Regions from separate parts of the Mus musculus genome. Here all the other regions are linked to region 1. Evidence: chromatin contacts called from public HiChIP or PLAC-seq and promoter capture Hi-C data. All regions are on one chromosome and are shown on one strand. Each heading gives the region's core, a stretch centred on a gene start, on an enhancer-like site or on the middle of the called end of the contact. The rest is flanking DNA. Distances are from core to core; before and after follow the strand shown.

Region 1 (3,792 bases), core at 387-2,886:
TTCACAGGTTTCTGCCAGGTTTCTGTGGCCTGCCAGGCACAGTGAGATAACCAAACATTTCTCACATCTGCTTATGAATGAATGACGCGTCAACTAAGCAATATTAGTACCAAGGGACTCATACCCCCAACCTCCTCAGAAGACGCCATTCCCTCCACAGAGGGCCACTCCGGAAGAACTCTTTAGAGAAGGACAACTGTATCCTCCCTGAACCACCATCTTCCAAAATCTTTGTTTTGCTCTAGAGGGGAGAGAACGGAGAAGAGAGTAACCCTTGTCAGGAACTCTCTCATTGTGATCCACTCTGTCTTCTCCTTCACCATCTCATTCCCCTAACTCAATCAAAGAAAATGAACACAAATGCTAAACAAGACAAAGGAATAATTGGGGGTGGGGTGGGATGGGGGGAGAACCAGACAGAACTTGATTGGTCCCAAGAACCAGTCTGAAGACTAGACAGTACAGAGAACTGGCCAGGGTAAATTCTGCAGGCAACTCACCCAGGCTCTTGGGGATCAGCCAGGAGACTTGTCTGTCCTCTGACAGCGTTTGTCTGGCTAGCTAGGTTGCAAGGTTAAGCCACTGTAAGCAGGCAGGAGGTCCAGGCAAAAGGTAGAGGAAGTAATATTGAGGAAAAGGTCACTGGAAATTAAGAAAACAGAGGCCCCATGTTGGACAGACGCTTGGAAAGAGATTTGGATTGGTGCTTGAGAGAGTGGAAGAGGCAGTGTCATGGAGTGGAAGAGGCAAGTTTGGTAAAGGAGGCTGTGAAGAAGGGTTGGAAGAAGGCACTGGGGTGAGAATACTTTGGGGGCAGAAAATACTGTTAGGGGCAGAAAGCAAAGAGTAAAAATGGAGCTATGTGAGAGAGAACGTTGTGAGAAGGCAAGGATGGAAGTGAAGCTATAGGGCAGGAATTAGGGATAGAAGTAGGAACGGATTTAAAGGCTGGGGTGGGGGCGGGCAGATGTCTGGAGGTGGGTTGGTACTGGGAGCCGCAGCTGAAGTAGAGACCAGGGTCATTGGAAGAGAACAGAACTTTAGAAAGCATACCAGAAGCTGGAAGCCAAATATGTTGGGAAAAGGAGCCAAGGGGAAGCACCTTGGGAAGGAAAAGATTAAGGGACAGGGTTTTAATAACACCCATAAGTTCAGTTACCAGGGCTGGCGACCGCATTATCAGAACTGCTAACATCGCAGGAAAGACTGATGCAGGCAGGGTTAATGCGATCATCCATGGAGATGGGACTCAGGACTTCTGTCAACACAGGGCTTGAATCCCAGCCACAGCCCTTCTCCCACACATTTGGCACCTACCGCCACTTGTGAACTGGAGCAGGAGAAGATGCGCTTCATGGCCGGGGCTAGGGCCACGGGGGGACGGGGACGCGCAGAGAGCCGGGCCACAAGTTCCTAACCCAACTCGGCTACGGCTGTGCCGAAAGACAGCTGTCAAAAAGCAGACTGGGTCCCGCCCCAAGCCCCGCCCCAGATCCCACCCCGCTCAATCGTAGACGTTCAACTGAAGGCTGGGCTTAAAACCCCGCCTCTGGCCCTGCCTAACCCCGTCCCTGCAGAGGCAAAAAGCCCGCAGTCTTTTGCGGCCACCCTGGCTGGCTCTCAAGTTCCGCCCTTCAGCCGAAGCCCGCCCCCTGTAGTTACCTACCGAATCCAAGAGGGATGCTCGCAGCCTCCGCACCAGCGACTTCCAGGCCCTAAGTCCCCCGTCTTTCTGCTTGGAGCTCCACCCCCAGTTCCGCCCCCGCCCCCTCTCAAGGACCTCCACAAGCTTCGATGTCACCAACCTCTTTTACCAGTTAATGACTCTTAGTCATAGCCATGACCTGTGTGTGCTTCATCCCCTCCCTCCCAACGCCCCAAGATCTTCTATAGAGTTTGGAAACGTGATGCACTAAGCAGACTTGATCACCAATGGGTGATTTGTGACCCACTGCAACCAGAGGTTGGACAAAACTCAAAGGATCAAGCCGATCACTAACGCAGATCTTAGAAAGCAGCAAGGGGAGAGTTTTTACTGTCTGCTTCCCCACTCCAAGAAACAAACAAACAAACAAAAAGTCCGACCTTCCTTATCCTTTAGACTCACTTCTTAGTAATTCTTGTTTGACAAGTATTAGTTGCAGCCAACTGGTCTGGCCTTCCCATCTCTCCTTTCTCCTCCCTGTAAACCAAGCAAGCCCACCCAAATACTCATGGAACCCTATGGAATAAAGCCCAAAATTCTTTTTAGAAGTGTTTTACATTAATTCATTTACTGAGGCATGAGTATGCGCTAAGGGTGGGCACCCTTGTGGAGGTCAGAAGACAACCGGCGTTGGCTTTCTCCATTCACCTTGTGAATCCGGTGCTTGAACTAAAGTAGTGAGGCTTAGCAGCAGACCCCACCCCCACCCCCGCCCCCCCAAGATGCTATAGGCCCAAAGTTCTTTTCTTTTTTCTTTCTTTCTTTTTTTTTTTTTTTTGTTTGGTCGAGACAGGGTTTCTCTGTGTAGCCGTGGCTGTCCTGGAACTCACTTTGTAGACCAGGCTGGCCTCGAACTCAGAAACCTGCCTGCCTCTGCCTCCCAAGTGCTATTATTACAGGCATGTGCCACCACCGCCCGGCTTAGGCCCAAAGTTCTTAACATGGTTTTCAAGGTTCTTCTGAAACAGAAGCCTGAAGAAGGTGTGGTGACGCATCCGCCTTTAATCTCAGCACTCCGGAATCAGAGGCAGGTAGATTTCTGTAAATTGAGGCCAGTCTTGTGTGGTGGGTCTACATAGCAAGTTCCAGGACAGCCAGAGGTACATAACAGAGAGATCCTGTCTCAAAAACCAAAACCAGAAGCCTGCCTTCACTCTCAGTATTTTCTGGCAAACTTCCAAGTTTAAACTGTTGTAGCAGACCATTCATTCATAATGCCCTTTGCAACTTTTTTTTTTTTAAGATTTATTTATATGTAAGTACACTGTAGCTGTCTTCAGACACTCCAGAAGAGGGAGTCAGATCTCATTACCATGTGGTTGCTGGGATTTGAACTCCGGACCTTTGGAAGAGCAGTCGGGTGCTCTTACCCACTGAGCCATCTCACCAGCCCCCCCCCCTTGTACTTTCTTAATCCATGTAAAGTGTTTTTCATTGTTGTAAAATTTCCCTTAAAACTCTGACAACCTGCCTATCAGTGTGCATTTTGGTGTGTGCCTTACTGGTCATTCTTACCATCACCTAGATGGCCCCCACCTTCCTGTTGTCCGTTTACATCTTTGTTTTTCCAATCAGGTGGGGACTCTCTGATGGCAGTGGTTGTGTTTTTGGTTTTTTTTTTTTTTTAATTAGTCCCCTAGCTTGGCTCATAGTAGGTCTTTAATGTCTGGTAAGTAAATGTGTGAATGTATAAATGCATGAGTGAGCAAAAAGCAACAAGAAAGGAAGTGTCTAGTGTGGAGAAGAAACCATTGTTTCTATAGTTGCTTCTACACTGGTTTTGCTTCAAAAGACTAATGAACTTCTATTCTGAAGAATAGACCGAGAAAGTCGGGAAGAGCCCTGCTCCTGAGCTTAGGACATTGAGGAGGCAGATATGTCCTTGTTGGAGGACTTAGATAATACACTTGATCTTAGCCAACGGTTAAGAAATGACAGAAATAGGGGGAAAAGTTTTCTTTCAAAAAATTTATTACATTTCTTTATGTCTGCGTGTATGTGTTTGTGGGGGTTGTTGCCATGGCACAGTTGTGAAGACCAGAGGACAACACACAGGGAAGAGGTTCACTCCTTCCGTCATACATACC
Region 2 (3,792 bases), core at 877-3,376, 960 kb before region 1:
GCCCAGCCCGAGCTAGCTTGGAAGTCAGTGAAGGTGGCTGACATTCACTTAATAAGCCCAACAGTTACTGCCGCAGACAGTGGTTGGTTTGTGGCACAGTCTCTACATAGTAATGGCTGACCTTAAACTCATCTCCACAGGGATCTGCCTGCCTCTGCTGCCCCGGTGCTGGGATTAAAGGCATCCAGCACCATTCCCAGCTAGTAATTTTTAAAAATATTTTTTATTACATATTTTCCTCAATTACATTTCCAATGCTATCCCAAAAGTCCCCCATACCCTCCCCCCCACTTCCCTACCCACCCATTCCCATTTTTTTGGCCCTGGCGTTCCCCTGTACTGGGGCATATGCAGTTTGTGTGTCCAATGGGCCTCTCTTTCCACTGATGGCCGACTAGGCCATCTTTTGATACATATGCCCCAGCTAGTATTTTAAACTCTTATTAGCACCTTGCCCCGTTGTATATGTGTAGGGTTCAAGTGAAATCTAGTGTACTAAAGGAGAGAGCTAGAGACAGGAGCAAAGGCTGAGGAATTTGACCTTCTCTTCTCCAGGGGAGGAAAAGTTTAAAGCAAACAGGGCAATCTTATTTTTATATTCTGTTCAAAGACTAGGATTGTCAGGGTTACCTTAAGTGAGAAGAAAATTTGTGTGTGTGTGTGTGTGTGTGTGTGTGTGTGTACATGGTCTCTCTCCCTCTCTTCTTGTCTCTGTCTCCCTGTCCCTGTCCTGTCTCTCTCCTCCTCCCGCCCCGATTTCTGTGTGTGTCTGCAGTACACGTAGAGGCTAAAGGTCAATGTTGGGTGTTCCCCTTAAACTGCTCCCCACCATATGTATTTGAGATAGGACATTTTAGTGAACTTGGAGCTAGAAGACTGGTTTGCAGGGTAGCCGGAAAGTCTCAGGACTGCTCTGCAACTGTCCCCACAGTTGGGATTACAAAGCCATGTTGCTTCACTAGGATTCTCCCTTCCCTTCCCTTCCCTTTCTTCCTTTCCTCCCTCCATCTCTCCCTCCCTCCCTTTCTCCTTGTGAGTGCTAAGGAGGGAACTCAGAGCTTCCTGCTCCTGCAGCAAATACTTAGTATTTTCTAGAAAAGCCATCTCCCCAGCCCCAGGATTTTAAAAGAAGATGTATCTATTTTTATTTTCTATGTGTAAGTGTTTTGCCTGCATGCATGTTTATGTGCTATGTTCACACCTGGTGTCTGAAGTTAGAAGCGGGTGTTGGGCCCCCTGGAGCTGGGCTCACAGTGCTGGTGAGCCATCCTGTGGGTGCTGGAAACTGAACTCAGGTCCTCTGAAAGAGTAAGTGGTCTACCTGCCGCGTCATCTCTCCAGCTCCACTCCAGGAATTGCTTATAATAGAAAAGAAGATTGAAGGCATGGCAAACAGACACTTGGTTCAATCTATATTTCAGGAGCCAGGGACATACAGGGAACTCCTAATGTTTGCTATTCCACTTCACGGATTGTTTCCCGTTTTTTTTGTTTTTTTTTTTTGTTTTTTTGTTTTTTTTTTGAATAGCAGCGAAACACACAAGCAAACAAAACCCCTGGTCTGGTTTTCGTGGCAACAGAAACGGGAAATAAGTGACATTTGCATTTCACTTTGCAGGCAGCCTACAGAGAGGAGCCTTAAATCTGACCACTGCCAAGGTGGAATTCGCAGCCCATTTGGTAGTAGGTAGGGTGTTGCAAGTCCTTCAAGTCTTAGGGGCTCAGAAGATTTACCTGGAATCTCCACAGTCCTCCGATGTCACCAGACCTTTCAAAGCAGACAGGTTCCAAGCCCTCTTCCAGGCAGCACTTGATGCAGGTGAGCCCGCTAGCTCCTGCTCCAATTACAGCAATCCTTTTTTTGGCCATGGTCACCAGAGTGCTTCTCTGGTTGGGTCTGCGTCACTTGTCCTAAAGAAAGAAAGACATGAGAGAGTGAACACACATCAGGCCACAGAAAAGATCTGGGCCCAGACACACAAACAAATGTAACAAGAGGTGTGTGGGGACCGTGGCGCGGGGAGGTACCAGCTCAGGGCGCTGCTACACTAGTTCGGAGCTAAGCAGGGCTGTAACTCAGGGCAGAGCAGCCGCGCCTCATATAAACACAGCAGAGGCCAATAGGGAGGGGCTGTACCGTCCCACCTCCTATCCCGCCCACCCAAGGGCGTGCACCCTTCTTCCGTAAACGCAAAGGAAACAGCTCAAAAATGCTTGGGGAAGAAAACAATGATATTATATATGTTTTAATCTACGGCTTCTCAGCAGCACCCGCATAGGGAGAGCGACCCTCCAGGCTCCATCCCTTCCCACTTTTCTTTCAGTGTTTGTTCACTTTCAACTTCCTGTTTTTGTTTCAAATTGATAAGGGCCGGCTAAACTCAGCCCTTCAGAAGCAACCCTGGCTCCGCATTAAGAAGAAAGTTCACTTCCCAGAGTCCCTTCAAGCAGGTGCTCTGTCCTGGCTCCTCTCCGCTCTTCAGAGACCAGATCTTTGAGCCCACTACCTCAGTAGGAATTTGATATTGCAGTGTGCTCAGCTGACGGGGTGGGGGTGGGGGTGGGAGGTGGGGAGAGAGGGTTGGGGGGCAGTTAAATGTAACTTAAAATTTTTCAAATGTAAAATCGGGTAAAACTGTCAGATAGCTATAGCATTCATGCACCACAGCAGTATGTAAATGTACATTTGCAGAAGGCATGAATTGTGTCTGAAGCCTTATCGGCCTTGCATAACACTACTCCGGTGTACTGACTTTGCTCAACACGGTTTGGTTGCGACCAACGCAGATCCTTGGCTCTGAAGGTTCAGGGTTCAGTATCTCCCTTCCAGCCTAATGGTCAACATGAGGGTTTACTGTATATAGTTCAAATGACATAAAGGAAATCAATTATGTAACCCTCTGAGCCAACCCAGGAAGCAAGCATGACTATGATCACCTCCAGCGTGCAGTTGGAAAACTCGGAGCAAGGCAGGGAGGCCAGCCATGCAACCCCAGCAGGCTGGCTCCAGCAAGGGCTCCCCATCACACACAACTCTCTCCTGAGGGATTTTGCAACAAGCCCTTCTCCCATTCCCTCACTTCTCTGTTGTTCTTTTTTTCTTAACACCAGCTGTTACCTGTTAGTTGAACTGCTTTTTAACTAAGCAGTTGTTTATTAAATAACTGCTTAAAATAATTCATTGACTTGGAGAATCCTTTGCTGTCTCAGAAAGACTCCTGCCAAGTACGGTGTCTACATGAATGGAAACACAGCAAACAGGAAGAGTGGGAACCTATGACACTCTACCACATCGTGGGTGCATGGAGCCTCCAAGTCCATATGGGATTGAACTGCCTATAATCAGTTTGGGTCTGCCCTGCACTGAATTCTCTCTGGAGATGCTCTCACAGACATTCCCAAAGTTGTGCCCACCAATCTCCTAGGTGATTCTACAGTCTGCCAAGCTGACAATGAAGATTAACCTTAGTAACTGTGTCCACAATGTCTATAACTGTCACAGTAAGAGCATTATCACATTGTAATCTTAAAGAAGACTGATTTTTATCTTAGGAGTATGAGTCTTTTGCCTGTATGTGTGTCTTAACAGCATGCACCTTCAGAGGCCAGGAGACTATGCCTGATCTCCTGGAGCTGGAGTTCAGATGGTTCTCTTTGTATTTCTATTTGTATAGTTGCCGTTGGGTTACCAGCAACCTGAACCCAGGTCTTCTGCAGGAGCAGCCAGTGTTCTTGACGTCTGAGTCATCTCTCTGGATCCTATTATGTTTTCTTATTTCCTAATTTTATTTT
Region 3 (3,792 bases), core at 600-3,099, 850 kb after region 1:
TTGCTTTTTTCTCAATCTCTTTTTAAAAACTGGATCACACCATTATTCATATACACAGTCTTTCTCCTTTAATCTTACTCCATACCTCTTTATGACTCCTTACTCCCTGACACATGCTTGTGGTTTGGTCCTGATACCAAATCAAGGCGGAGTAATTTTTGTCTGCTTTGCCATCATTTCCCTAATCCTAAAACAGTTCTTGGCACAGAGATATTAATTTTAAATGATGAAACAGGCTCCTTGCCTCAAAAACCTTTCCGTTGAGTTGGCATAATTAAAATGAAGTTCCTGTGTTCAATAGGAATACATGAACGTCCAATCTTCTCAAAAGATTCACACAGGCAGATGAGAATGTAATGGTTAATTTTTTAAAAAGATTTTCTTTATTATTATATCTAAGTACACTGTAGCTGTCTTCAGACACACCAGAGAGGGCGTCAGATCTTATTAAGGATGATTGTGAGCCACCATGTGGTTGCTGGGATTTTAACTCAGGACCTTTGGAAGAGCAGTCAGTGCTCCTACGTGCTGAGCCATCTCTCCAGCCCATAATGGTTAATTTGAGGCTGTGCTAATAAACACAATACTCAAGACTCTTGTAAACTGTAACGCACAGGGCAGTGGTGGTGCACGTCTTTAATCCCAGCACTTGGGAGGCAGAGGCAGGTGGATTTCTGAGTTCGAGGCCAGCCTGGTCTACAGAGTGAGTTCCAGGACGGCCAGGGCTACACAGAAAAACCTTGTCTCGAAAAAACAAAAACAAACCTATAACGCATTACGAAATTGTGATGTTACTACCTAGCAAAGAAGCCACACCTTGTCAATTACTCTTTCCTCGCTTCGAAGACTTTTCAGAGAAATTTTCGTTTAACTTTTATTCCCTCTTTCTAGAATGCAGTCGGTCGGCTGGCTGTGAACGGTGTCATCGCAGTCGGGCGTGTAGCATAGGTTAGTCAAGGAGTGCCTAGAGAACAGCTAACAGGGCCTGACGCATGCGCGTCTTCCCCCACTCCGCAAGACGTGCCAGCCATTTTGTCGCGTGTAGGTCCCCGATGGCGGGGTGGCAGGGAACGCAGCTGCAGCTGTCAAAAACAGTAGCCACAGAACGGTGGGCATTTCCCATCCTAGTGTGAATTAAAGGCTCCCAGGGAGCAACCCCGCCATGAAGCCAAAAGCAGGGCCGAGCACTGAACTGGGGTCTAGTAACGTCCTAGGCTCCGGAGCGCCTCAATCCTGCCTCCCCAGGTTTTCCTCCCAACCCGCTAGGCGCAGACCTAACGCGCAGGCGCACAGAGAGACGCAGCGCCTCCTCCGCCTTCAGGTCCCGACGCGCTTCTCCGACCCCCTTCCCTGATTGGTCGAATCGCAGCGCCATCACGCCCCCTCGGCCCCCGTGCTCAAGATTGAGGAGGAAGCGGAGGGGCGGGGCTTCCGTGCGCGTGCGCATTTCTTCTGCTGGTCTATTGCTGCTATTGCGTTGCAAAAAAAAAAAAAAAAAAGAAAAAAGAAAAAAAAAAAAAAGAAAAGAAAAAAAAAAAAAGAAAGAAAATTTTCTGCCTAGGTAGCTTTGGGCCTTTCCTGTGGTAGAAAATCTAAAGGCAAAGCTCTCTGCAGCCGAAGGGACGGCGGAGTAGCGTTTCGTCTTCGGTACCAAGGCCGCCCTGGGCTCACCGGAATTTGGCCAACGGGATGAGGGAAGGGCCTTAAGAGTTGAGGAGCGTAGAGGCTAAAAGCCTTAGTTGTCGGCGCCGTCGCAGGTTCTGTCTCCTCCGTAGTCGTCTCCCGACTCCCGGTTTAAACACCACCCCCGAGCCATACTGACAGTCCTCCGCGGCCGCGGCCCCTCCTCGCAGCGTGTGGGAGCCGCCAGCGCGCCCAGCAGCTAGCCCTCCTGCCGCCAGAGGAGCCTAGCGCGTGCAGCGTCCCCACCCCCTGGCCGCCCTCCCCTCCTGCTGCTTTCACGCACTCGCACTGATTGTTTTGCCCGCTCCCGCCGCCGCCGCCGCCGCCGCCGCCAGAGGACCAGAGGCGCTTGTGCAAACCGGGGAAGATGGCGGCCGGCGGCGGCGGAGGCAGCAGTAAGGCCTCCTCCTCGTCGGCCTCGTCCGCAGGGGCCCTGGAGTCTTCGTTGGATCGAAAATTCCAGTCGGTGACCAACACCATGGAATCCATTCAAGGCTTGTCGTCCTGGTGTATAGAAAACAAGAAACACCACAGTACAATCGTCTACCATTGGATGAAGTGGCTCCGGAGATGTGAGTGTGGGGGCGACTAGGAAGGGGGAGGCTGGAGAGATGGAGAAAATGCGGCCCCCAAAACACTCTGGGGTTTGCCCACCGAGCTGCTGCATTCAGTTGGGGTTCACATTAAAGATCGGGCGCGAGTGTTCCCTAGCCCAGACTCCATCCTAGGCACGGTTGCCCTGCTCTGCAGGGGGCTCATTGCTTGGAATTTTTCAGCCTCACATTTGGCGTGACCTTGGGCCGTTGGGCCTAGACCCGTAGAGATTTTCGCGTTTCCTTCCGAGCCCTGGAAGGTGTGTTGTTGATTATCCTGAACCTTCACGGAAATGGTCGCGTCCGTTTATTTCTTACAGGCCTTGACGTGTTAATGATCTCTGGGTTTCCTGTTGGCTAGTCAAGCCATGGTTTAAGCTGTCCACTTCCCTGAAATATGTTAGACCAGGCAGTGTTTTCCGCCGACGTGAAACTTGGGATATGTCTAGAAAGGGGCCTTCTCTTGATGACTGTGGGTGAAACTTGGCGTGTGTTTTAAGGAGGCTTTCCCTGGATGAATGTGAAGCAATAGGAACTCTACAGAGCTGTGAGGCGACCACCTGTTTTCCTTTTACCTGTGTTTGCAACACTAAAATACAGACCACGGGATACTGACGAGACACAACTGCGAGACTGTAATCATCATTGGTACCGAAGTATAAAATATATCCGGCCACTTTTTAATCTCCTGAAGCACACTTTACAGAATTGAGTTTGTTTGCATAGGCAATCAAAATGGGAAATGTGAATTTTAAAATATATTTATCTGTTTTAGATATAACCCCCATCTCAAGTATACTTTTTTTTTTCAACCTGTGTGGTTCTCCCCACAACACTGCTTTAATACAGAAAAGAGGTCTTCTAAAATATGAATTGTTAAACTGGGCGTGGTGGCCCATGTCGTTTCAGAGGCTGAGGCAGGAGGATTGCTGAAAGTTTGAGGCCAGCTTGTTCTACCCAGTAAATTTTAAGCAATTATAACCCCAACTCCATACATATTTATTCAAGTTGTTTGCTTCCTATCTATATAGCCTCTTGCCAGTGGTACTCAGTTAACAGTTTTCTTATTCCATGTCTGTCTTCGCTTCTATAATATTTTTTGAGTTTACTTGTTAGTGAACAAGTGGATAAAACTTCAAAATTATAGGCCCCAAATTTAAAATCTTTTGTATTTAAGACAGTTGTTCTGTGGTTCTTTGAAATATACTGTTGAGAAGGATATTCGAGAGAAAGGACAGGATTAGCTAGTCTTTTTTATTATTATTATTATTATCATTTTGGTCTTTTGAGACAGGGTTTCTCTGTATAGCCCTGGCTGTCCTGGAACTCACTCTGTAGACCAGGCTGGCCTCGAACTCAGAAATCCACCTGCCTCTGCCTCCCGAGTGCTGGGATCAAAGGCGTGCGCCACCACACCCGGCTTAGTCTTTATTTATTATTGTCAGATTTTTTGTTTGTTTGTTTACTTCTTGCCAAGAGGTTAAACTAGAATCTGCAATATCTGTCACCTTCAAAG
Region 4 (3,792 bases), core at 385-2,884, 780 kb after region 1:
ATAGGGTGAGTCTCCATGGATCCCAACCACACCTGGCCCAAGTGCATCAGCCAAAATATTGATAACAGAGAAGACACCACTGATGATACCGAAGGACAGACCAGAAACTGGGGGGAGGGGAGGGTCTTGTCAACGACCAGGACCACCACAGCTTCATTAGCAGTACCTACTCCCCAAGCCCAGGGAAAAGTCTACCATACCTACTCTCCCTCCAGACCGCCTCTCCTTGGAAGTCAAGTATGAAGAAAAACACTTTAGCATACGTGGCTGTTTAGATTACCCAGAAAGAGAGGATGGGGTGTCCAACTCCCTCCTCTGGTCCCTCTCCCTTGGCTCACCATAGGCCATCTGTCGGATGGAGATGGGTGATCTTCCGTCCTCACTCAGTGATGCTAAGCCCTCATCTGCCTTCCTGGGAAACAGAAGGAAGGGCAGGGATGTTCCTTCCCCTCCAATACCCTCCCTTTAACGACCCTTACTCCAACCACCATCGCAGGGCTGGCCCACTTCCCGCCATGCACACCACTGTCCCCCCTCCCTTCCAGAGCCCCCCTTGTCCTTACTTAAGGAGCTTGTAGTAAGCAAAACGGAACACTTCCTGTAGAAGGACAGAGACAGCAGCACCAAAAATCAGGAGGCCATACTGGAGCCGTGCATCTGATCGGTCTGTCACATGGACCAAGATGAACCAGACCACAGAAGCCAAGAGCAGGGAGACCAGCCAGAAAAAGGCTCTGAGAAAACACAAGGGCAATGAGAGAGGCAAAGACAGGAGCAGATGGAAAAATCAAGGAGGGAGCCAGCCAAGGATGGAATGTATGAAAAGTGGAAGTTAGACTTCCGGATGGTAAGGGAGACAGGGACCAGATAAGTGTCTCCACCAACAGACTCATTTGTAAGAATCTGAAAGCAGCAGAAAGGGTAGAGATCTGGTTAGAGTCTTCATTAGAGTCAAAGTGTGTGGGCATGAACGGACAGACTAGGTATCCATTCCAAGATCCTTGGCTGGCCGAGGTCAGCACAGCCCCCTCATTAATCTTGGCCTTGGGCCTTCTCTGACGTTGCCGGGAGGACTACAGGAAGAATCTGTGAAATCCCTGGAAGGCGGAAGCCGACTGCGGGAAATTCTCCTAGATCACGATTTGACCCTGTGTCCAACCTTTTCCGACTTCTGCCCCCCAACTCAGGCTCCCAAGCCTGCTCCAGTTCCTCCAGCCCTTTCTGCACCTTTTTCTCTACGTTCGGCCCCGTCTCCACCACTCGACACTCACCCCGCCACCAGGATGATAACCCGAAGTGGGTCTCCAGCTACAGTGATCAGGAAAAGGGAGAAGGCTGGGCCGAACGCGACGAAGGTGCATCCGAAAAACACAGCAGCCCCCATGACTGGGCAGCTGGGGAAGGGAGGGAACCCCGGCCAAGGAAGGCGAAAGGGAGCTGCGCGCCGAGGGGGAGTCCGCGTGGGGCGAGGACGCAACCCCAGGAGGGGCGCGGTGCAATGTCACCCCCGGACCCCGGGGAAGGGGAAGGGGGGGTGCCGAAACCCCGGACGAAGGTCCGCCCGACCTCGTCTACGGAAGCCGAAGAGGGAACAACCCCCGGTCGCTGCCCCATGGCCACCTCCCATCTAATTCCCACCCCCGGAAGGCCAATGAATACTTGGTGGGGCGGAACTGCAGAGGCGGGGTCATGGCGGCATGGCCTTCTGGGAGTTGTAGTCTCTCATCCTCAGAGCCCTCCTCTTGGTGCTGGGAGTGGCTTCAGAAGAGTAGGCTGGAGTCTGGGCCCAATCAGAACAATGATTCCTGGGTTCGCTGGCGCCTTGGCCACGGTTTCCTTTCTTTCGGTAGAGAAGGGTGATAGCCACCCTACCTATTACTAGAGGAGCTTTGTCGGAGGAAGATCCTGTTTGACTCTAGAGACAAATAAAAAAGAGCACAGGATAGAGGTTGTGGGAAGATAGGGACGGACATTGTTCTTAAGTTGAATTAGAGGAAATGACCCAGAGAAGCATCCTGAGGGATCAAAGTTAGGCTTAAAAGTTGGAACTCTTTGGGCAGCCTGGTATAGGAATTACGTCTTAAATGAAGCCTCCACTTGTATTCTGTAATGACAGAATGAGAAAAGCAGGAGGAGCCGGGAGAGAAATATTAGGAAAATGTTTGGAAGGAATCGTGGAGTCACAAAGCAACTAGAGCAATGGGACTGAGAGGAAATTACACCCATCCCCTCCACCCCCGCCCCACGCCGAGCTGCTTGGTTCCTTTGATGTCATACTTCCTTTATTTATAGTCTGGAAAATAAACTTGAGTGGTGTCTTTTCCTCAGGCTGGGGAGAGAGATTTCATATTATCAGGAATCATCATTTGTATGAGGACGGGTTGGTCCTTAGGAGTCTGCAGAACAGAGGAATCCTATGATGGGATCTGAGCATTTTGATCATATATGAGAAAAATCGTTTTTTGAGGGTACATACAAAGCAACAACAAACTACAGAAAAATTTAAAAGATTACCGGGCTTCCTGGAGGTTTTTGCAAAAAGTCACTAGGAGGGGAATCAGTGGAGGTGGGGGGGTGGGGGGGATGGGAGGGTAGGGGGGGTGGAGGGTTGGGGGGGTCTGGCGGTCACTAGACACATTGTTCCCCAAGGTTAGGAGGATGGGAACATCTTGGCCAGTGTTCAGGATTCCATGTGTGTTCAACAGGCTGAGTCTGGGCCACTCTTCTCTGTGAGCTGTTAGCAGCTGTGGGGAACAATCTGTGCATGATGAGCCCACAGCCACTTGCACGGTGTTCAAGGACTCATTTTAGATGCTTAGCAAGTATTTACTAGGTATGTGAGGCTTGTGGAGCTTTTCTTTTGTTCTAATAGCTATTTTTATGTGTGTGGGAGGGGGTTGTGTCATGTATATCTGTGCAACATGTATGTGCTCGGTGCTCTTGGAGGCCAGATGAGCACATCAGAACCCTCGGGACTGCGGCTACAGATGATTGTGATCCACCATGTGGTGCAAGGACATAGCCAGGGCTACCTGTGAGGGAGTGGAGAAGAGCAGGGGCTGGAGAAAGGGAAGGAGCCCAGGGAAAATAGACAAATGCAAGAACAATGGATATAGGGAGTACAGTTGTTATAGGAAGGATGCACAGCTGGCAGGGGAGGGGATGGGGAGGGGAGGGGATGCACAGCCGGCGGGGGCTGATAAACATGATAAAAAAGATCATGTTTCCCTCAGAGTGGAGAGCAACCCTGCACAGCAATGGTAACTTAAGGCCTGCAAGAAGGAAGGTGGATTTTGGGGAGCATTGAGAGGGAGGAAGCATAGGAGGGGAGAGGAGAGGGTGAACTTTGGTCCCAGCAGTGGGAGTCCTGAGCGGACCTAATCCAGGGCTAGGGGCTCTCCAGGAATAACAAGTTAGCATCCAACAAGGGGGTTAAGGGGGTTGGCTCTAGGTCCAGCAGCTATGTAAAGATCTACGGAGCGAGTAGGCGGAGAGTTCTGTCCCCTGGGAGAAGAATCACTCCAGTGCCCTCCCAGCTTCACAGCAGCAGGGGAGGCGGGGTAAGTGTGGTGGGAAACAGCAATTTCCTCTTTTAACTTACACAGTGATAGTGCAAAACCCAGAATGGATGTCCTCTTTATAGCCCTCCTTGTTGCACCACTCATCCTGGGTAAGTCTCCTTCTGACCCTGGCCTTTTGTGCCAGGTCTTTTGCTATAAATGGGATGAGAGAAAAGGAAACAGAGAGCAGTACGTCGGGCATTTCAGCGGGGAGCTGTACTGCTTTTCTCAG
Region 5 (3,792 bases), core at 928-3,427, 740 kb after region 1:
GTTGGGATTAACAGCTCGTGGGACACTATCTCCGACTTGTTCATTTGGTTTTTGTTTTGTTTTGTTTTTTGTTTTTTGTTTTTTTTTTTTTTTTTGGTTTTTCGAGACAGGGTTTCTCTGTGTAGCCCTGGCTGTCCTGGAACTCACTCTGTAGACCAGGCTGGCCTTGAACCCAGAAATCCACCTGCCTCTGCCTCTCGAGTGCTGGGATTAAAGGCATGCGCCACCACCGTCTGGCTGTTCGTTTTTGAGACAGCTGTAGTCAAACTCAAAACTGGCCTCAAACTCAAAAAGATCTGCCTGCCTCTGCCTTGAATTAAATGCCTACCACGCCAAGCAATTCTTAAGCCTTTGGATTCTGGTCTTAACCAGAGACTTCTTAGAGCTCAGCAAGAGTTTTGTAGACCTAGTGTCAGAATCCCAGCTCTTCAACTTTACTCCTATTTGCTAATTTGGATTCTAGAACAATACAACCCAGCTTACATTTTCCCAAGGAGAAAGTAAATAAATGGGAGTGCCTTATAAACTATCTATATAAACTTAACTGTTACCACACCACACCAAAGGAAAGAGACTGCAAAAAGGCATGTCAAGCAATCCTCCAAATTGAAGGTGAAAGGATGGGGCGGAGGGGACGACCCATTTTTGCTCCACAAGACTTCTGAGAAACTGCTTGTTTTGATTTGCTTTGCCTTGTTTGACAGAGTCCCACTTGCAACCAGCGTCCTACCTCGGCCTCCCTCCCAAGGGCTGGGAATTTCTTGATATGAGAAGTACAGATTTACAGATATACAGAATTACAGATATCACTCACCACGTCCTGCTGACAGCTTTCAACTTTTGAGTTTTTCTAGAATCTTCTAAGAAGCTCTAGAAAACTTCCATTGCTCCCAGAGATAACCCTCACAGCAACAATGTTTCCACCACCTCTCTCTCGCCTCCAGTCACCAAAACCCGCAAAGGAACCACGAAAATCAGCAGGGCTCAGGGACCGTTGGCTCTGCATGATAACTGTGGAGGCCCGGCAGATGCCCGCCTTTGAGCGGGCGTCAAGGGACCACGGCGGCGCGGACCCCTTGTCCCTCGATTTCACGCCGCGGCCGCGAATCAGCGAGCCTGGTCCCCGCCCGCCGCGGCCAATCTCCAGACCCGCGGACCTGGCGTAAACCGCTAGGGAATCCGACGGCGGGGAGTCGGGGCGACGCCTCCCGGGCCCCCTTCAAGACTCGGGACTCTTCCCTACGACCGCACTGAGCGCAGCGAGGCTCGCACAAGCCTCCAGCTTGCGTAAAAGTCCGCGCGCCACGCGGATCGCGGCCCGCGCCGTCGGGTCCCGGGATTCCGCTGCGGCCCCGGCCGCGGCGCGTGCTGCCCGCGAGCGGGCACGGTCGGAGGGAGCGTGGGGCACAGATCGGCGCGAGTCCCACACCCGGGGCCGCGGCCGGCCGAGTGGCGGCGCCGCGGGAAAGTTACACCAACTTCGCAGGTGGCGAGGACCCGGGGGTCGCGCCCACGCCGCCCGCGCCCGCGATGCCGGGCCACCAGTCTGCGAGGACGCCATGGGGCTGAGCCCCCGCGCGCTCACGAAAATGCCCCTAGAAACTTAAGCCCTTCGCCATTTTAAGCACAAGAGCCTGGTGATTTAAAACTTAAAATAAACACCCCGCCTCCACCCCAAGTGGGGGCGCGCTTCCCAGCCCGCCCTGCGCACCCACCCGGACCCCCGAAGCCCACCCCTCACGATCCAGGGCGGGAGGGGACTATGGGGGCTGAGTCATCTCACCTCCTCCGGGGCTCTGTTCTTCAACTCCATGTTAATCTTCTTCTTCATCTCCATGTCCTCCTCCTTTCCCCTCGCCTGCCCTCCCCACTATCCCCAACCCTAAAAAAACCTCTAAAGGTCTGGAGATGAATGAAAAGAGACGCAAAGACGAACGCCCACTACCACACGGGTGTGGGAGAGAAAGAAAAGAATAGCAAATGGAGTCCGACGACTTGGGACTAACTCGGCTGCCCCCACCTCCGAGTCCACACACCCGCGCGCGCACACTCGGGCACGCACACACTTTCACACAGAGAGAGTGAGGGAGAGAGACACGCGCGCGCCCGCAGTTCCTTCCCCTTCAATGGCTGCTGCGAGACTGAGCCTCCATGACACGGCACCGCCAACCCCCCCTAGCCTACACTCCACCCACCTCCCAACGGGATTGGTCGAGTCCTTAGCGTCACACGACTCCATTGGGCTAGAGGGTTGTCCATTTGTCTTTAGGGGGGACCTGGACCAGAAACTCAGTGTCTATTGGCTCTGACTAGGCGCGCAGTTAATTCCGATAGGTTCGGGAGGATGTACGTCCCGGAGAAATGATTTTGAATCCCAGTCGCCCCCCTCCTTTTCTTTGTGTGATTGGCGCGCTTTCCCCTTGGTAGTAGGACGGTTTGGGTGTCTGTTGGGTTTGTTTTTGTTTGTTTGGGGTTTTTCTGGCTTCAGGGTTAAAAGGAAGGGAAAAGGCGTCGTTGGCATCCCCAAGTTGTAAGTGGGTCATGCAACACACTGCACCCAGAGCTTTCGGTGGTCTTAAAGCACAAGCCTTCTGCTCTGCGGCTAAAGTGTAAGCAGGGGCGCGAGCGCGAACAGCGTGTTGGTGACACCTCCCCGTCCCGAACTGCTTGTAGAACCAGAGCGTGATAAAGAAGGTATTTTAACTTCCAACATAAAGGGGGGAACGGCTCTGAAAGCAGAGTTGAGTTTAGCACGTTGAGTCAGAAGCCTTTAAATAAAACTGTCCAGGAGGAGTTGATACTGAGGTCATTTGTCACTGCTAAAAAGTTGGAATATTAGAGCCAGCCGCGGTGGCACACGCCTTTAATCCCAGCACTGGAAGGCAGAGTCAGGCAGATCTCTGAATTCGAGGCCAACCTGGTCTACAGAGCGAGTTCCAGGATTACACAGAAAGGGGGGTGGGGTGGGGAGAGACTGTTTCCAAAAGACAGAAAAACAAACAAACAAAATTGACACCTTAGAGGAAAAATAACACAGGCCTAAAGAAACACAATTATCAGAAACTGTCCAGCAAGGCCTCTCCTTTCCTACAGGAATCTACTTAAAATGTTCTTTTAAGTGTGAGGGGATGGAGAGGCAATGACCTCTAGCAGAGGTTCCACCCTGGTTCGATTTCTAGCACCCATATAGTGGCTCATAATCACCCATAACTACAATGCCAGGAAATTCAGAGGCATCCTCCGGACTCCACAGGCCACAGGCACAGATGCATTGTGTGTGCGTACGTGCAGGCAAAACACACGGATATGCAAAAACAAAATAAGTAAATTAAAAACAAAACCAAAACTTTTTTTTTCTGTTTAATGTTCCTGAAAGATCCAACATTCCTTTAATCATAGCCCTCAGAAGGGAGAGAGGGGCAGATCCACAGTCATCTACTAAGTAAATCCAAGGCCAGCCTCTGTCACAAAATAACAATAACAACAGAAACTATGTAATTATTTCTTTTAGATTCCTTTTTCTCTGCTTCTTAGTTGCCATGTGTTGCAATTCCTTCTGTGATAAACTATACCAAGATCTGTGAACTAAAACAAATCCTTTCTCCCTTCAAAATATTATTTTTATCTTTTTTTTGGTGGGAGATGAAAAGTACAAAACAGGGTATCTTCATGTAGCCCTGGCTGTCCTAGAACTCAGTCTGTAGACCAGGCTGGCCTCGAACTCAGATCCCTTTGCCTCCTGAGTGCTGAGATCAAAGGCTTGTGCCACAGGGCTAGAGAGGTGGTATAGTG
Region 6 (3,792 bases), core at 428-2,927, 570 kb after region 1:
AGACTAGCACAGCAGGTTAGTAAACTTAAAAGACCTGCTTGAAAAACAATGAGGGTAAAGAACATAATTAATTCCTCATTGTTTACCTAGAATGTGTTCCTATGTAAGTTATATACTGCCAACATTTAACTACAAGTCTGATTCTCCCTGGCAGACTTCTCCATCCCTCAGGAACAGAATCTCATTGACTAAGAAACACATTTCCTAAATGTCTTTTTAGATATGCAACATAGAAAAAAATAAAAAATAGAAATTAGCTACTCCTTTGGAGTCTTCTTACCACCACTTCTCCTTATTTTTCTTATCCACCTGACAGGTTTTGAGACACAAAGGGATCCAGCATCCTAAAAGACCTAAGTATATTGTAGGAAAAGCCAAAGACCCACAAATTACCAGCTTCTAAATAAAACACCCTATGTAGTATTCACAAAAAGATAAAGAAAGCCAAAGTCAAAGCGGGTTAGCGATTGGCTTTGCAGTCATGAAAATTCCCTAAGGGGAAAAAAAAATTTGGGGGAGGGGGAATAACCTCTTAGATCAAATCTCACCAGTTCGCTTCTCTCAACTTCCCCATTTTTACATGTGTCTTGTGCCCAGAAAAGACACCTATGTTAGACTGACACTCTATCACCAGAGAAGAGAGACAGACTCTGAGGGCTGGTCCTTGTGAGCCGACAGGCTAAAAATACGCCGGCCCAGTAAACAAATCCCATTCCATCTCAACAGGAGCCACACCGTTAACCTAGTAATTATGAGAAGAGTGCGATCACACAGCCCCCAGCTTACTCATCATCAGCTTCTAAAGTTTCCATCAGCGCACAGAAACTTTTTTTTTCTGAAGTCCATAAGCCTGCCCTAGAATTTCTACACCTACACTCACCACAGTCTCTCTCTCCTCTCTCCTCTCTCCCCTCTCCCTCTCTCTCTCCTCCCTCCCTACCCCCCTTCCTCCATTACTGGACGCACCTCAGTTTGGCTATCGTTAAGAACAAACTTGGCTTTTCTTTTTTACTTTTATAGTGACTTTAAAAGAACTTTATCCTACTTGGGGGGGGGGGGCTGCATCTAGACCACCCTAAAACTCCGCCATCCGTCTCCCAAAGTCTAGCTGACAAGAGGGGACTATCCAAACTGCCCAGCACAGCTGGGGAAGGGACAGGAACCGCCGGCCAGGGCTGAGAGCGCAGGACGCAGGTGAAAGATTGGCGTGAAGGAGGAAGGTGGGGACCAAGCAGAGAGCGGGTGCTCAGGGGGAGATGGCTTCAGGTGAAGTCTCGTCAGAGAGAGTGAGCAGTGGAGCTCGACGACGCAGAGTTGGGGCGCTGGAGAGGCGGGAGGAGCGGGGAGGAGATGGGGAGGGTGTCAGGGCTGGGGTCTCCGTTACCCTCGCGACTCTCGGGGCAAGGCTCTAGGCCGGGGCGGAGCGCGGGGCCCGGCCGCCTCGCCTCATTCCTCGGCAGTGACCCCGGGGTCCAAGCGGCCCCTCCCCCGACGACGATGGAGGCGGAGGCGGACACTGCGACCGCGGCTGTTGCTCTCCACAGGAGATAGAGCTGGAGCCAAGCCGGGACTGACCGGAGCTGGCCTCTTCCCAATGGCTTTCCGCCGGCTCCTCCACACCGGGTCGCCACTCCGACTCCAGCGGCTGGTTCAGGATCGGTGGCTTTCGGCCGTCCGGCCGGAAACAAGCGCCCGTTTCCGGCCGGAGCGGGTTGGCGGTGACACCCTAGCCGCCCCCGGGCCTCCTCCCGCCCGGCGCGGCCGGCCCCGCCCCGTCCCGCCCCGCCCCTCCCCGCAGCAGCCCCGCCCTCGGGACCGCTTTGGGGCTGTGGCCGGTTTGGCGCTTGCCCGGCGCGTGACCCCGCGCGTTTTTGGCTCGCGTCCCCGAGCCCCCGGGCGGAGGCACTTTTGAGCGGGAGCTGGGAGCTCGGCATGGACTGTTAAGACTTTGGGGTCGCATCAGTTGGCGCCAGCCCTAAGGGAAGAAATGGAGACTGGCGGAGTAGCTTTCGAAAGGTGAGAAGGATAAAAATACTTGAGAAGGTTGAAATTCTAGTTACTCCACGCAATCCTGGACCAACCAGACTGAATTGAACATCGCTTCTTACAAACCAGCCCCACCCAGCTATGCATTCCCCTTGTTCCTTCACTCTTGACGTGAACGTACCCTTTGCTATATTCACTTGCATAACAATACTCCCTTAGTAACATCCCTGCCACAGTCAGTTTTTTAGTTAATGTTGTAAAAACACATTGTCAATGTGTTTTTACAACATTACAGCATAACTCAATGCCTTTACTTATTGAAGCCCTACTGTTGTAAAAGCACTGTATTCTGGAAGACTGGAAATAGAAAACGCAACAAGACATAAATCCCAAGCATCAGCAATCTAACAATTTAGTATTAATAGAATTCACTGAAATATTTTATATAAAGCAAAACAAACATATATGTCACGGAGGTTACAATGAGCTGTGCCTAGGAGCACACAAACAAGCCATCTCAGCCTTTCATGTTTGTAAAGGAATATGGACTGCTTCCAGAAGAACTACTTTATTGAAAACACAAAAATGGGCCCAGCTTATGCTATACTCTAACCAAATGAATCCTAAAATTTAACTCAGATCTCTAGAATCCACACATTCAAGGCAGTGTTTATTATCAAAATTATGTTCACTGGGTTTATGTAAAAGCATAATGCAGTTGGCTCTTCATTTTCCTCAGTATTCGCTGAGAATTTTGGTTTCTAATGGGGAAGGATAGAGCACAGAATTATCCAGACTAGGAACTGACACCTGAAACAGGAAACCCACTGGAAAAATACCCTTAAGTTTAGAGTTGAAAGTTTAGGGCTGAACCTAAGGCCACGTATACATGTCTCAGCCAAGCAAAGTAGCTGGTGCCTTTGGAAGATACCACAACTTACAATGCAACTTAGCAAGCCAGAGCTTAGAAGATCCAGGGAGTACCGATTGCAACTACTATTTTGTGACAAATTTGAGAAGAGGGTAGGATTTGGTCTCACTGAATTCCGTAGATCATACTAGCCCCTGCTGGCTAAGTCTGATGTGGGAAGGCAGAACTCTGCAAAACTGAGAGCTGCTTTCACACTCATCGATTAACTATGTTTAACACACTTTCACACACTCCTTAGGACCAGGTATGGAGCTCAAAGGCTCTCTCCACCTTAAGTACAAGGCAGAGGGGTTGGTTTTGTTGTTGTTGTTGTTTTGTTTTTGTTTTTGTTTTTGTTTTTGTTTTTGTTTTGTGGCAATGACCACAAAAAGTGGTCCAGATTAAAAAGTTGAGCCAAGTTGCTGGTCAAAGCCATTTAAGCGATCGCACATTGTAGGCCTGCCTGGAAATTTAGGGATCAGGAAGTGATGGGGTTGCCATTGCTCTGTGCCTGTTTCTTACTCCGACCATCCATCAGGCATTGTTGTTTGTGTAATTGCTCAATGGGCTACTTGTCTTGGCCAGCTCTGTCTGTGTGGGTAGCAGTGTGGTCAGCTGGGCTGGAAGCCAGGCCACCTGGGTTCTGGTCCCAGCTCAGCCAGTCCCTAATCCATTAAGTGACTCCCTTCCCATTCCTATGCTGTCCGTTTCTTTGCCTATCTAGGAGCGGCTTCTCTTTCAGTGTGCAGACACTGTCACAGTGTCCGATGCTCCGAAAGCTACCATCTGATAGTAAATAGTCACAGCAGCCTGAGTACAGCGGAGTCTCCCCCCCCCCACCCCCAACCAGGTAGAATAGTATGGAAAAATCATCAAAGAAAACCCCAGCAGTGTGC

What was found. Promoter capture Hi-C pulls out the DNA fragments that hold promoters and counts their contacts. HiChIP or PLAC-seq counts read pairs in DNA pulled down with a chosen protein or histone mark.
Region 2: an HNF4G HiChIP or PLAC-seq map of pancreatic cancer cells shows a contact between it and region 1. The contact joins the promoter of Fmo5 here to the promoter of Ankrd35 in region 1. A contact is called at or near these places in 1 of 39 promoter capture datasets (hippocampal neurons) and 2 of 115 datasets of contacts at active chromatin or transcription factors (microglia and pancreatic cancer cells).
Region 3: a promoter capture Hi-C map of liver shows a contact between it and region 1, with 2.6 times the contacts expected there. The contact joins the promoter of Rprd2 here to the promoter of Ankrd35 in region 1. A contact is called at or near these places in 3 of 39 promoter capture datasets (liver and pre-B cells).
Region 4: a promoter capture Hi-C map of pre-B cells shows a contact between it and region 1, with 6 times the contacts expected there. The contact joins the promoter of Aph1a here to the promoter of Ankrd35 in region 1. A contact is called at or near these places in 2 of 39 promoter capture datasets (liver and pre-B cells), 1 of 484 Hi-C or Micro-C datasets (pre-B cells) and 1 of 115 datasets of contacts at active chromatin or transcription factors (pancreatic cancer cells).
Region 5: a promoter capture Hi-C map of liver shows a contact between it and region 1, with 2.9 times the contacts expected there. The contact joins the promoter of Anp32e here to the promoter of Ankrd35 in region 1. A contact is called at or near these places in 2 of 39 promoter capture datasets (both in liver) and 1 of 484 Hi-C or Micro-C datasets (embryonic stem cells).
Region 6: a contact with region 1 is called in a FOXA1 HiChIP or PLAC-seq map of pancreatic cancer cells. The contact joins the promoter of Otud7b here to the promoter of Ankrd35 in region 1. A contact is called at or near these places in 1 of 39 promoter capture datasets (liver) and 1 of 115 datasets of contacts at active chromatin or transcription factors (pancreatic cancer cells).

The regions. Positions count from the first base shown.
Region 1 is chr3:96,667,975-96,671,766 of GRCm38.p6, reverse strand. Ankrd35 (ankyrin repeat domain 35) reads right to left here and starts at 1,636. Exons shown (of 14, transcript NM_001356538.1): 1 at 1,318-1,636. The coding sequence starts at 1,356.
Region 2 is chr3:97,627,138-97,630,929 of GRCm38.p6, reverse strand. Fmo5 (flavin containing monooxygenase 5) reads right to left here and starts at 2,126. Exons shown (of 9, transcript NM_001161763.1): 1 at 2,029-2,126; 2 at 1,735-1,911. The coding sequence starts at 1,869.
Region 3 is chr3:95,817,010-95,820,801 of GRCm38.p6, reverse strand. It overlaps Rprd2 (regulation of nuclear pre-mRNA domain containing 2), which reads left to right and starts at 1,849. Exons shown (of 11, transcript NM_001368178.1): 1 at 1,849-2,255. The coding sequence starts at 2,051. Gm29948 (a long non-coding RNA gene) reads right to left here and starts at 1,922. Exons shown (of 2, transcript XR_375854.4): 1 at 1,672-1,922; 2 at 1-1,082.
Region 4 is chr3:95,891,763-95,895,554 of GRCm38.p6, reverse strand. Aph1a (aph1 homolog A, gamma secretase subunit) reads right to left here and starts at 1,634. Exons shown (of 6, transcript NM_146104.3): 1 at 1,272-1,634; 2 at 564-734; 3 at 339-412; 4 at 1-107. The coding sequence starts at 1,384. BC028528 (cDNA sequence BC028528) reads left to right here and starts at 3,600. Exons shown (of 6, transcript NM_153513.4): 1 at 3,600-3,670. The coding sequence starts at 3,625.
Region 5 is chr3:95,927,642-95,931,433 of GRCm38.p6, reverse strand. It overlaps Anp32e (acidic (leucine-rich) nuclear phosphoprotein 32 family, member E), which reads right to left and starts at 2,177. Exons shown (of 7, transcript NM_023210.4): 1 at 1,784-2,177. The coding sequence starts at 1,837. It overlaps Gm46815 (a long non-coding RNA gene), which reads left to right and starts at 2,409. Exons shown (of 3, transcript XR_001783926.1): 1 at 2,409-2,694.
Region 6 is chr3:96,102,412-96,106,203 of GRCm38.p6, reverse strand. It overlaps Otud7b (OTU domain containing 7B), which reads right to left and starts at 1,677. Exons shown (of 12, transcript NM_001025614.1): 1 at 1,385-1,677. It overlaps Gm30044 (a long non-coding RNA gene), which reads left to right and starts at 1,848. Exons shown (of 2, transcript XR_375856.2): 1 at 1,848-2,016.